Linked DNA regions of Mus musculus: region 1 is linked to region 2. The links are chromatin contacts, called in public HiChIP or PLAC-seq maps. All regions are on one chromosome and are shown on one strand. Each heading gives the region's core, a stretch centred on a gene start, on an enhancer-like site or on the middle of the called end of the contact. The rest is flanking DNA. Distances are from core to core; before and after follow the strand shown.

Region 1 (3,648 bases), core at 64-2,563, 660 kb after region 2:
TGTACAGAGGGTGTTCCAGGGCATCAGGGCTACACAGAGAAAGCCTCTCTGGAAAAGAAAAAGAACACAACAACCACCACCACTGCACCCCCCCCCCCCCGCACCTCCACCCAAAAAAGAAACAACAACAACAACAACAACAACAACAAAACTCTCATTGCCTGCTGGATAAGATGGTGCACACCTGTAATTCTAGCACTTGAGAGGCTCAGGCAGGAGGATCACCATCAGGTGGAGGTTGCAAAGCCAGTACCAGGCCAGCCAGGATTACACAGTGAAACTCTCAAAAATATCATCGGGCTGTACAGACGGCTCGTCTTAAGAGTACTTAGTGCTCGTGCAGGCCCTCAGGCCTGTGTTCAAGGTTGGTTCCCAGTGCCCATGTCAGGTGGCTAAGGACTAAAATTCAAATCCAGGGCATTGGGCATCTCTGCCCATCAGTCCTGCATGCACTCACATGTACCTACCCATAAACAGACGCATAAACGTAATTTTAAAAAACACAAAATAAAAACAAGCCTTCAAAAATGATAACAACAAGGCAAAAGCAAATCTTGTTAAACCTGTGAAAGTGATTTCTTGTTTTCTAAGCTTTTTATTTGGGGCTCTTTTTTTTTTCTTTTTCTAGACAGGGTTTCTCTGTATAGCCCTGACTGTCCAAGAACTCACTTTGTAGACCAGGCTCAGAAATCTGCCTGCCTTTGTCTCCCCAGTGCTGGGATTAAAGGCGTGTGCCACCACGCCCAGCTTTATTTGGGGCTCTTGTATGTCTTTTGTGAAGTGTTTTGAGTTGCTGCTACCATATACATAGTGTCAAGTACTTTTTTTCTCCTTCCTTTCTGCGTAGGAATGTCCGATTCTCCGCGTTTTTTGTTTTTTTGTTTTTCTCAAAGAGAAAGGATGAGATTACCAAGGGCTTCAGTCTCCTGTCCTTAGTTTTCGGGAGACATTTTCTTCCGGGGTTGGGGGGTTGGGTGGGGGTAGGGATGGGTGATGAGGAATCTTTTCTTGGGCGTTCTCCACAGTACTACAACTCCCAGCAAACACCGCGCGGTCCGTCTTCCAGCCACGGAGCGGGGAAACCTGGACTGCCGTTGGTTCTAAGGCAGAGCGCCGCCAGAGACTGGTGCCAAGACCCACTCCTCCTAAACTAGCCTCAACACTCTGACCCCCGCGGAGGCCCTGCAGACCCAGCAGTTCGTCCTTGGCATGTGGCTGGCCTCCTGTCTCCCCGCCTCCTTGTTCCGGGTTTCTTTTCAGTTTCCCGCGGAACCGTCTCTTGAAGACAACCAACCGCGGCCGAGAGTGTTGCAGCTTGGCCAACCACAGGCGCGGTGGGTGGTGGCGGGGACTGAGAGGTGGGTTTCTGGTCAGGGAGAGCAAGCCCGGCTGCGACCCGGGGGGAGTCCGGTGGGGTGCAGAAGTGGCTTCTTGCGGTTAGGGTGAAGACACCGGTGGGACCAGCCTCCACCCATGAAAAGACCCCTTCGGGTAACAGTGATCTACCTCGGCGACAATGTCCAGCCAGGTCATTCCAGCCCTCCCCAAAACATTTTCCAGTAGCCTGGACCTGTGGAGGGAAAAGAACGACCAGCTTGTTAGACAGGCTAAGGTAATGTGGTTGCTGGGACTCTCACCTTGTACCCTCAAGATGTCAGAAAGCGGCTTTGTAATGATCTCACCCTAGTCTAGGGGGAAGGAACAGAGCTTGACCTCCGTCCTTAGAAACAGAAGTGACAGGAATATGTGTCCCTCCCTGTCTCTGTTACAAGGGAGAAAGACTGATCCTTAATGCCTCCCTACATAATTTCAGCAACTCACCAGGGATTCTCGTCCCTCTCTGAGGCGACAGCAATCGGCCCAAGACACACTGGAAGGGCTTAGGGAACTCCTCCTCACTCTACAAGGTAAGAACGACCTTCCAGAAGGTTCAGTTCCCCCCTCAGACCACCCCGCAAATCACCAGCATTCAAAGATGAGCTTCTTTTACGAGGTTCTAGGATTGAGGTGATTTTCCTAGGGCTTATGGAGTCCTGCGTAAAGCCCAGAAGAGACTGGGTGGGATTGTCTTTCAGTAGCTTAATTCCTTCTTCTTTTCACACACACACACACACACACACACACACACACACACACACACACACACACACAGGAACATTTGAAGAGGTGATTTTCAGGAGATTTAGAGAACTTCCTGCTCTTTCCAAAGTTGTCTGAGCAAAAACTGAATTCCTTCTTGAAGCCTTGGTTGGAGTGGGGTTGGTCTCTGGGTTGGAAACCATTTGGGCTGTGTTTCATGGGACAGCCTGTGAGACCAGCATCCTGTCGCTCCAGGACTCCCTGCTGCTGTCCCCGCTCTCCCCTTGGAGCTGACTGTCCTCTGTAATTGTATAATCCTGAGGGCTAGCCTAGTCCAGGCTTTCACTGAAGATCTTACCCAGGATCTTCAAAGGGGCCTCGAAAGAGGTAAGGTCTCCTCTGCTCCTGGTAGTTTCAGTTTGGATTTAGGGATGAGGCTGGGGGGTGAGAGGAACATCTGTCCACGGAGACAGATGTTCTTTTCTAATCCTCTGTATGTTCCTCAGACTAGGCAGGTGTATTATTGTAGTCTTTGGGCTCTTTCAGAAAGGAAAACCCAGAGAGTATAGGGAGATGAGAGATGGGTGTGTGTGTGTATGTGTGTGTGTTTGTGCTTTACAGTGCTGGAGGCCCAGCATCACCTGGAGCCCAAGTCACAGCAGGGACTCAAGGAGCTGTGGCACTCTGTCCTCTCTGCTTCCTCCCTTCCACCGGAGCTGCTGCCTGCCTTACACTGCCTGGCCAGCCTTCAAGCTGTCTTCTGGATGAGTACCGACCACCTGGAGGACCTGACCTTGCTGTTACAAACCCTAAATGGCAGCCAGGTAACTGGGGAAATGAAGATGAATGTACCTCCCCACACCCCCAAATCTCCTAGGGCTTCAGACATGCTAAGCAAGCACTCTACCTTTTCCATCTTCCCTTCCTGCCCATCTTCCTGTTTTCTAATGTAATTTTATGTGTTTGAGTGTTTGACTTGAATATATGTATGTGTACCATGTTTGTGCCTGGTACCCATGGAAGTCAGAAGAGGGGGTTGGATCCCCTGGAACTGGAGTTAAAGAGCCACTAATTGGGAGCCATCATGTAGATGCTAGGAACTGAAGTTGGGTCCTCTGTAAGAATAAGTGCTCTTAACCACTGAACCATTTCTCTAGTCTACTTCCACTTTACAACACACACACTTTTTTTTTTTTTTGGAGACAAGGTCTTACTATGTAGCCTTAGACCAGGAGGGCTTCAAAGACCCACATACCTCCGTCTCCTAAGTGCTGGGATTAGAGGTGTGCACCACCATGCCAGGCTGCCCACTTTGTTTTGGGGACAGGCTCTAACTGTGTACCCCGGCTGCAAACTTACTGCATTCCTTCTAGCGCAGCCACAGCCTCCAGTGCTGAGATTTATAGGTGTGGACCACCACACCCAGTCCTCAACTCTTTTTATTTTCTATTTGAAGATAGAACCATAAGTTGTCCAGCCTAGTCTAGCCTTGAATTCATTCTGTAGCCAAGGTTCAAGATTTTGAACCTACAGCCCTCTTGCTTCAACATCTAGAATATGAGTCACTAG
Region 2 (3,730 bases), core at 715-3,214:
TGCACTCCAAAGACATTATCAGCTCACGTATATTCAGATCAAATGCAGCTCACCAACATGCAAGAGTGAATGCATGGCACACATGCACCATTCCCAGGTCCCTGTTATACACACAAGTACACAGTCCCCACACGTCTCTGCAGGCCTACGACCCTCAGATGGCACTGATCTCAGGCTGTACACTGAGCAGACCCACTGAGATCATTGAAAACCCCTGCCACCCACAGCTGCAGCTAGCTGTTATTGCCAAAGACAGTTGGGACAATCTCTCGATACAGAGCCACTCAGCAAAGGTGGCTTGGGGCTAAGACCTTGAACACTAGCCATTTCCTGATGGGACCACCTCTGCCCCTTAAGCTAGGCCCCTCTCTGCTTCTCTCATTCTGACCATTAAGAGGCTGGGCGGCTCTACTAACCAGCCAAGGGGCTTCCTGAACTAGATACAAGTGAGAAACAGTTTATGAAAGAGATTATGCCTTGGGTCAATGGAGGAATACTTCAATCGGGTATTGTAGTCAGAGGAAGAGGGGAGGGAGACAACCACTATGTCACGGGAATTAGGAAACCTTTTTTTCTAGCTCCACTATTGCCATCTATGTAGAACACAACTTTGAACTGCTCCCTGCCTGAGCCTCAGTTTCCTCATCTGCAGAATTGTGCTGAGGTTCAGTCATGCTTTAAACGTATCAAAAACTATCCTTAGCCCAGCTATGATTGCTTAGGGAAAGACCCAGCACAAGAAGAAAGAGTAAATAACCCATGTCCATCTATATAATGCAACATATTGTCTTCAAAACTGCTTTTCAGCCCTTTTTTCTTTTAATGCGTGTTTGTTATCTCAAAGTTTTAGGCTACAGTGTCTCCATATCTCAGGTTACAATAAAAGCTTTTACTATGTCCTCTCCATAAAACTTTGGAAACAAAAGGAGCAAAGTCCCCAAGACTTCCCAGGGTAAGCCAGACTCAAGGAGTCAGGATGGACACCGGGAAAGGAGATCTCCATCTCTTGAGGACTATTAGCAACCTGCTGAACTACCTGAGAGTCCCTGCCTCACCACTCTTAAAGGCTGCAAATCCATCTCTTGTGTAAGCCCCCTTCTTGCTCTTCCCCTCCAACACACACACATTTCTTCCCCCAGTGACCGAGCTCACCAAGTCCCACCTCTCCCGACTCTTTCCAAGCTATCCCTCCCTGGAACCCCATCCGGTCTCAATCCTTTCCGCTTCTCCACTCACCAGCCCCTGGACCAAGGACAGAAAACAGCAACAGCAGCAATAGGGCTGGTGGCAGCTGGAGCCCAGACCTGAGTCGAGGCTGGGAGAGGGGTAGAGTATGAGAGAGGCGGGGACCCAGTGGAAGAGACTTGGGCAAACATAGAGATGGGGGCAAAGACTGGGCTTTTTTTGGGTGGCGCTGAACTGAGCACCGGGGCTCAAACAAGGGCAGAAGGTGTGATGGAAGGAGTGGGTGTGATGGAGATTGAAGCAAGGGCTGTGGCTGGGCCAGGGGCTTAAGCAAACGCGGGGAATGGGACAGGGTCAGATGCTGGGCTGGGAATTGTGACAAGGGGTGGAACAAGGGCCGAGGCGGAGATAGCGGCCAGGCTGGGGGCAGGGACCGGGGTTGAAGCGGGGACCTGGACCTGGACATTCGCTGGGACACCGGCCGGGGCCTGGACAGGTTTGGGAAGCGGGGCGAGGGCGTGGCCGGAGGCCAAGGCTGAAATTGGGATAGGATGAGGGGCCGGGACAAGGGCTGGGCCATGGCCCGGGGCGGGGGCGGGGCCGGCCAGGCCAGCACGGGACGCTCGTAGAGCTGACCCGCGGCTCCGCTCCCCACCCCCGGGGGGTGGCCTCTGGCGTCCTCGCGGGCTCGGGGCTGGGGCCGGGGCCGGGGCCGGGGCCGGGACCTGGGGAGGAGTTCAGGCCTGGGCGACTCCGGGCTGCGCTGAACCGGCGTTAACCAGGCCCCGCGGCGGCCGCGGCGTGACGCTCGCCTGACGCTCCGCCCCGCGCCCCATGCGATTGGCCGCTCTCAGCAAAGCCCGCCCCTACCCAATTCTATTGGCCTCTAACTGAAGCCTGCTGCGCTGCCTACCTTAGAGCCTCTGTCTCAAGCCTCACCGCCCGGCCCTGGGTCACCTCTCAGGTCCACATCTCCCAGTGAACGCGGCTCACATACTGTACAGAAACCTTCCAGAAATTCACAAAACCAGGCTCCTCTCGGGCCGTGTTCCTCCCATTCCTAGGTCTGCACAGCCTACAGAGAGACTCACTCAACTCTGATCCCAACTAGATCCAAAGCAGCCCTCTCAGGAAACCTCACCCACGCCCGGAGATGACGAGAAGACTTCTGTTGCCCTGGAGACTACTTGGCATTTCTGTTGCCCTGGGGATCGAAGCCTGTCCTGGGTTCTAGAGCGCATCCTTCATTGGCCCTGGACCTCTCTTCTTCCTTCCCTTTACTGCCTTTATCAACTGGGGCCAGAGTCCCTTTGCTAAGGTCTGCAGGTGCCTACGCCTTCCCAAACAAACTTAACAAGGCCTCTCAGTTAGCACCTACAGCCTGGCTCATCAACAGCAAAACCATTCCGTAGGTCAGAATCAATACTTCCCCCTCCAACCCAGGTAAAGATCCTGACCTAAGGACTTGGGATCACCAAGCCCAAGCAGAGAGGTAGGTAGTTTTTCAAACAGCCCTCCACCCCAGCCCTTTACCCTGCCACTTTTCCTAATACCATCTGTCCTTCCCCGCTCGTCCTCTACTTTTTGTCCGCGTTCTCACCCACTTTCTCGTCATCCTCCCTCTGCCCCTTTGCTAGTTTGCCCTGTAGAAAGACCCCAGGGAAAGTAATTACTTTTTTAAAAAACAAACCTTTAATTTTATTTTATGTGTATGGGTGTGTTTGCCTGCGTGTATATTTGTACACCACATGAGTACAGTGTCTGTGGAGGCTGGAAGAGAGGGTCAGAGCCCTTGGGACTAGAATTACGGGCGGTCGTGAGCAGCCATGTTGAGAATTAAACCCAGGTCTTCTGCTGAGAGATCGCTCTAATGAGCTTAAGATGCAATATCTCAAGGTAGCTAATACTGTCTCTGAGACACGGGACACACTACAGATCAGAGAAACACGTGAATCCTTAAGTAGCTCTTACAAATGATGATAGACTTGTACAGATGACAGGGTCTGTGTTGGAAGCCCGAGTGGTGGCACTGGCCTGTAATTTCAGTACCTGGGAAGTAGAGGCAGGAGAATTATTGCCAGTTTAAAGCCAGCTTGGTCCAAATTCTAGGCCAGCCAGGCCTATAGTGAGACCCTGTCTCAAAATACCAAGGGTTTTTGGGTGTAGCTCCATGATAGAGCACTTGCCAGCATATAAAAGCCTCCAGTTCATTCCTTAGCACCTGAAAGGGTCTGAGGTGGTGACAACAGACCTTGCCAGTCAGGGCCAAGAAACTTGGATGTCATCCATTAGGCTGGTTCAGAAGGTTGTGTGTGTTCAAAAGGTCTTGCTGGAGGAGGAAAGAGCTTCCCTCCTGGATCTTTCTAGGGTGAATCTAGCACCCTCCCTCTTCACAGCATCCTGGAGACAAGCCATCCATTCTGCTCCTGTGTGCTGCATTGCCTCTCAAGCTCATCTGGTCCCAGATGCATACATGGTGCCTGAGTAAAGTGTTAGTTTGGGATGTTTATAAAATATGTCCTAAGTGTAAGGTTGAGTGGGTGGA

What was found. HiChIP or PLAC-seq counts read pairs in DNA pulled down with a chosen protein or histone mark.
Region 1: a contact with region 2 is called in an H3K4me3 HiChIP or PLAC-seq map of bone marrow-derived macrophages, with 6 times the contacts expected there. The contact joins the promoter of Fancg here to the promoter of Tmem8b in region 2. A contact is called at or near these places in 1 of 39 promoter capture datasets (embryonic stem cells), 1 of 115 datasets of contacts at active chromatin or transcription factors (bone marrow-derived macrophages) and 3 of 9 other capture datasets (adipose tissue, liver and macrophages).

Annotation. Positions count from the first base shown.
Region 1 is chr4:43,007,966-43,011,613 of GRCm38.p6, reverse strand. Fancg (Fanconi anemia, complementation group G) reads left to right here and starts at 1,313. Exons shown (of 14, transcript NM_053081.2): 1 at 1,313-1,612; 2 at 1,814-1,907; 3 at 2,335-2,466; 4 at 2,701-2,903. The coding sequence starts at 1,517.
Region 2 is chr4:43,667,541-43,671,270 of GRCm38.p6, reverse strand. Tmem8b (transmembrane protein 8B) reads right to left here and starts at 1,964. Exons shown (of 13, transcript NM_001368840.1): 1 at 1,237-1,964. The coding sequence starts at 1,765. Fam221b (family with sequence similarity 221, member B) reads left to right here and starts at 2,412. Exons shown (of 7, transcript NM_175517.3): 1 at 2,412-2,677.